Linked DNA regions of Canis lupus: region 2 is linked to region 1. The links are chromatin contacts, called in public Hi-C maps. All regions are on one chromosome and are shown on one strand. Each heading gives the region's core, a stretch centred on a gene start, on an enhancer-like site or on the middle of the called end of the contact. The rest is flanking DNA. Distances are from core to core; before and after follow the strand shown.

The links. Hi-C and Micro-C count contacts between places; a contact is called where the count stands out from the background.
Region 2: a contact with region 1 is called in a Hi-C map of amygdala, with 4 times the contacts expected there. The contact joins the promoter of BUD13 here to the promoter of SIK3 in region 1.

The regions. Positions count from the first base shown.
Region 1 is chr5:16,520,356-16,523,055 of UU_Cfam_GSD_1.0, forward strand. SIK3 (serine/threonine-protein kinase SIK3) reads left to right here and starts at 1,412. Exons shown (of 24, transcript XM_038536052.1): 1 at 1,412-1,684. The coding sequence starts at 1,412. LOC111095817 (a long non-coding RNA gene) reads right to left here and starts at 694. Exons shown (of 4, transcript XR_005359208.1): 1 at 517-694.
Region 2 is chr5:16,817,262-16,820,046 of UU_Cfam_GSD_1.0, forward strand. It overlaps BUD13 (BUD13 homolog), which reads left to right and starts at 1,285. Exons shown (of 12, transcript XR_005359212.1): 1 at 1,285-1,470. LOC111095818 (a long non-coding RNA gene) reads right to left here and starts at 1,155. Exons shown (of 4, transcript XR_005359242.1): 1 at 913-1,155; 2 at 323-424.

The DNA.
Region 1 (2,700 bases), core at 162-2,661:
AAGACAATTGTGGGATGACCTCTCTGTCCCGTCCTAGTGCCAGCCATTACTCATAGTCAGATGGGGAGCCAGGACGCGCTCGTAAACATTTTTGGGTCAGAGAGAGTCAATAGGCTCCCTCCTCCTCACACACTCACGGTGCCCTGGGTGTCAGTTTTGGTATGGTACATGCGGTCACCTGACGACACAGTTCCGCCGCACAGACAGGCAGACGTCCAGGTGGATGGATCCGGACCGGACTGAGCACATCTTAACACTGGAGCGTTCAGTCCTCTCCCTGTCTCTAGCACCCCCCAGGCTGCCAAAGGCCACCTTGCCATTGCCAGCCCCATCGCCTATCCCTCTTATCCCCCCCCCCAAAGCAATTAAATCAATCTAGTTAATAGAAGCAGTGGGACGAAGTGGAAGGGAAAGCGCGGAGCTAGTGAGGAGGGGCCCTGGGGGATCCGGATGGCAGAGGAAGGAGAGAGAGAGAGAGAGTGTGAGATTCACTGTTGGAAGCGTCACTTTGGTCACCTTCGATGTCTTTGGAGGGTCCCCGTGGGGAGGGAATCATGATGCCAGAACCTGCTTCTTCATTTTGCCTAACAGACGGTTTCGTCCCTGAGCACGACGTGGCCCTGCTGGACGACGCGCAGCTGCTTCGTCGGGTCACGGCAGCGACACGAGCAGGACGCGGCGCCGGGACCGCCGGGACCGCCCCCCGCTGCAGGGTCGCCGGAGGCCGGGCGGAGGGAGACCCCCGGCGGAGCGCATCCCCGCGCGGCCCCGCCCCCGCGCCCCCCACCCCGCGGGCCGTGACGGGGCGCCCGGTGGCCGCGGGGCAGTTGCGCTGCTGGAAGGAATCTTGCTGAAGAACTGCCCTGCCCGGCCACCGGCCTGCTGACGGTTTCCTCGGCGCGGCGGCTGCTCCTGCCTGGGGGGCCTCGAGGGCTAAAGGGGGACGAGGCCGCGGTTTCCGGGGACGGGGCAGTACTTTGGTTCACGGGAGGCCGGGCGACTGCTGAAGGGGGCGGGTGGCCTGGAGCGCCGTGGCCTGCACCTCCCGCGGCCCCCCCCGCCCCCGCCCCCGCCCGCGAGCGCGAGCGCGGCGGCCGTCCCGGAGCGGCGGGCGGGCGGGCGGCGCGCACCGTCCCGTCCCCGGAGGGGGGCGCCCGGGAGCCAGCGCCCGGGCCGCCGTCCCACGCGGGGAGGGCGGGCGGGCGGGCGGGCCGGTGACGTCACGGTTGCCATGGCCGCGGGCAGTGACGCGCGTCGGCACGTGACGCGCCGTTGCCATGGCGCCGGGCCCCGGCGGCGCGGGCGCCCCGCCTCCCGGAGTGACGTGGGCCGGCCCCCCCGCTTTTCCCGCCCCCCGCCCCCTCCCCCCCGCCGGCTCCCCGCGGCCCGGGAGGTTTCACTGCACAACAAGATGGCGGCGGCGGCGGCGAGCGGAGCTGGCGGGGCTGCCGGGGCCGGGGCGGGGGGAGCCGGGCCGGCGGGCCGCCTGCTGCCTCCGCCCGCCCCGGGGCCGCCGGCCGCCCCCGCTGCCGTGCCCCCGGCGGCCGGCCCGCCGCGTCCCCCCGCCCCGGCCTCCCGCGGGCCGGTGCCTGCGCGCATCGGCTACTACGAGATCGACCGCACCATCGGCAAGGGCAACTTCGCGGTGGTCAAGCGGGCCACGCACCTCGTCACCAAGGCCAAGGTAGCGGCGCGGCGGCAGCGCGGCCCGGGGCGGGGGCGGGGGCGGGGGCGCGGGGCCGGGGCCGGGGCCGGGGCGAGCGCGGGGCGCGGGGCGCGGGGCCGGGCGGCCGGGGCCGGGGACCGACGCTGCGGAGCCGGGGCTGCGGGGGGCGGCGGGGGAGCTCTGGGACTCCTGGCGGAGCCGCACCCCGAAGCCGGGGGCCCCGGGAGCCCGCAGTTGGAGCCCCCGGGGGACGGGGGCAGGGGCTAGGAGGTGCGGACCGCGGGGTGGCCGCGGGGGGGCTTCGGAGAGGACCAAGGACGGCCGGGGCATGCCGGGGCGCGGGGCTGCGGGGCTGCGGGGGTGCGCGGTCCTGGCGCCCCGTGACACACGCCGGGCAGCGCTTGGTCGCCCGGGACTGATGGGAGGTCGCGGCGGGGAGCGGGAGCCCGGGGACGGCCCCGAGATCGTTGGAGGAGGCGACGGAGAAAACGGGGAAACGAGGGGGAGGCAGATCGCGTGGCTCCTCCGCGGGAAGGGGCTCAGGGAGCAGAGGCCCAGGGCGCCCGGGGTCGTGACGGCACTAGGGAGTCAGGGGGTAAGCGGTTCGGGAGAGCTGGGTTGCTGCTTTATTTTTAGTTGTTGCAGGGTCTGGAATCGTGGGCTTTCAGAGAGCCCCGGGGTGGGCTCTCGGCGGTGGTGGGGGAAGCCCGGTGGGTGACGGAGGAGGTGTTGGAGGAACCCAGACCCTGGAGGATCAGTACACTCCTTGGGCCCTTTGGTTCTCCAGGGATTTGCGGAGCTGTTACTAGTGAAATGGGCCAAGGTCAGTTAGGAAGGCACATAAGTACACATGTACGGTTTGACATGTAAAATTCCTTTTTTTTTTTTGAGGAAATGTGGGGTAGCCTTCTTCACTGGAAGTATTGGAACCAGAGTCCTCAGGAGGAATCTTTTGGTCTTGAGAGGACCCACAAAGCCCATTTGTACTCCAGATCTCTTGCTTTGCTCAATCTCTCACTTGAATGAATACTTTC
Region 2 (2,785 bases), core at 35-2,534, 300 kb after region 1:
GGACCTCCAGCCAGTGAAGCCCTCTATCAATCTGGTATCCCCACAAGCCCTCAGAGACCCAGTCTGCTTTCCTTCCTGGGCCTCAGCTGGACCAGTCAGGACAACACTGTGGTTAAAAGTTCATCCATCAGGGCTGGGACTTCCACACCTATATTATATATAATTTTTTTTTTGAGCATGTATCCTGGATTCTGAGCAGAGCATTTATAAAGTATAACAAGCAAGCCTTCTTGACTAATAGGCTTTCAAACAGTGACAAAAATTTAACATGTTGAGATAAGGGAAATACTTGATCTAACATTTTCACAAACTTTGGATTTACCTCTTGTACCTCACTTGGCTAGCTTCTGCTCCCAAGGGTCACATTTTGGCTGTATAAAGTTGGACAACTTCCTTAACCTCTCCAAGCTTTGGTTTTTCTCATCTGTGAAACAAGCATAATAAAACCACTTGAGAGATTTGTTAAATGAGGTAATTTATGTAAAATAATGTTCACAAGAAGAAAAGGAGTATGTCCCCTCCCCCCGGCCCCTCCCAACTTGATAATTAGAATTCAGCTTCTCTATCTGGCTGAAAATAGAGCCAGGTCCTTTTCACAGGAAAGATTGCAGGCAACAGATAGTTGGGGGCTACGTATTCTATCAAAAGTGGGGAAGGTCACAGGTTAGAGAAACCTCCATATTTTTTCATGGTAATCACGTTTGGAATTCCTGACCTCTCTTGAATGGTTCGTGGAAGACTATTTAGAGCAGTCTAACCTCCACCTAACATACTAATACAAACAACATACATACTGTGCTTCAGACACTGTGCTAAGCATCTCACGCAGTAAAAGTGTCTCATTTCTCGAAGCCATTTAGTTAGGTGCCATTATACTCCCCAGTTCGTTAATTAAGTTGCCCCCGGACCTACAGTTGGAAGTTTCGGAGCCCGAACTCCAGCTTAGGGACACCGTCCCTCCAGAGCCCGAGGTCTTGACGACGCTATGGTGCTTCTGGAGCTGCTGGGGACAGAGATCTTGTTTGGGTCGTGGTTTTAGCCTCCCGCCAGCTGCATCGTAGGTTGAAGGGGCAGACAGGTGGACAAACCCCTGCCGGTCGGGCCGGCAGGGGCAGGGGCAGGGGGAGGGGGAGGTGGAGGTGCAATCGGAGGCGCGCGCACCTGCGGAGAGCCAGCAAGCGCAGCCGGGGGTCAGCCCGGGGCGGGTCCCACAGCTCTCCACCACTTCCGGCCCCGGCCCCGCCCCCCCGGGGGCCCCCCGCCGTGCGCTTCGCGTTCAGGAAATTTGTCCCCAGCGCCGAGCCGTCTCCCCGCCCCCGCCGCTGCCATGGCGGCAGCTCCGCCGCTCTCCAAGGCCGAGTATCTGAAGCGTTACTTGTCTGGGGCAGGTGCCGGCGTCGACGGGGGCCCGGACTCCGGTCGCAAGCGTCGCAAAAAGCGGCCGAAGCCTGGCGGGGCCGGCGGCAGGGGGTGAGTGGGTGCTGGCGGGGCGGGGCGGGGCCTGCGGCGGCCGGCCGCCCCTCTGCTCCCCGGCTCCGCGCTCGGCCGGCGCGCCCCGCGGCCGTGCGCTCGCCGCCTCCGGCCGCCGGTAACTTTCTCAGGCTGTTCCCGCCCCGGTGGCTTTCCGGCCTCTCCCGTGGAGAGTGAGTGTCGCGCCGAGAGGAACGGCGGGGTCGCCCGGAGCCTGTGATGGCACGGCCGGGGGCTCGGCGGAGTCGGGCGCCGCGCGCACCTGGGGCCGAGTCCTGCGCGGGCGGGCGCCGACCGAGGCTCCAGGATTCCGCGGCGGAGCGGGGCCGCCGTGCCGCTCTCCCGGCGGGTCCGCGCAGGACCCCAGGACGTGACTTCCTTCGGAAGTAGTGCCGCCGCGGGTGTAGCTAATCAAGATGCGGTCACAGCACATCAGGACGGGCGCCAAATCCAGCGTGCCCGGGGACCCCTTAGGAAGGGGGGGATTTGGACGCAGAGATGGGGAAAGCCCGCCGTGTGAAGATGGAGGCCGGCCTTGGGCTGGGTTTACGCTGCCACTAGTAGCCAGAGTATGCGAGTACGCCTGCCGCTGCCAGCAGTTGGAACAGCCAAGGAATCCCCCCGCCCCCAGCCTTCCCAGTGGGCACTGCCTTGCAGACACCTTGATTTCAGACTTCAAGCCCCCAGGACCCTGAGAGAGTACAGTTCTGTTGCCTTAAGCCGCCTGGTTGGCGGCACTTTGTCAGGCAGCCCTGGGGAACCAATACGCCCAGCTCCAGAGACCAAATCCACTTCCTTTTTTTTTTTTTTTTTTTAATTTTTATTTATTTATGATAGTCACACACAGAGAGAGAGAGAGAGAGAGAGGCAGAGACACAGGCAGAGGGAGAAGCAGGCTCCATACACCGGGAGCCCAACGTGGGATTCGATCCCAGGTCTCCAGGATCGCGCCCTGGGCCAAAGGCGGGCGCCAAACCGCTGCGCCACCCAGGGATCCCCCAAATCCACTTCCTTTCGTGGGTTGCTTCTTGCCTGTTCTTGCCCTCTGTCTTCCTGCCTTCCGACTTGTGTCGATTGTTTGGACACAGACAGTGCCATGTAGAGAAAATAGCTTGCTTGACCTCTGGAGTAATACCAGTCAGAGTTTGAGTCCTGGCTGTGCCACGTTGTGGGCTCTACGGCCTTGGGCAACATACTGTCTCTCCAAGACTGTTACCGCAGCTTCCTTTCTTTATTTTTTAAAAGATTGATTATTTATTTATTTATTCACAAGAGACACAGAGAGAGGCAGAAACCCAGGCAGAGGGAGAAGCAG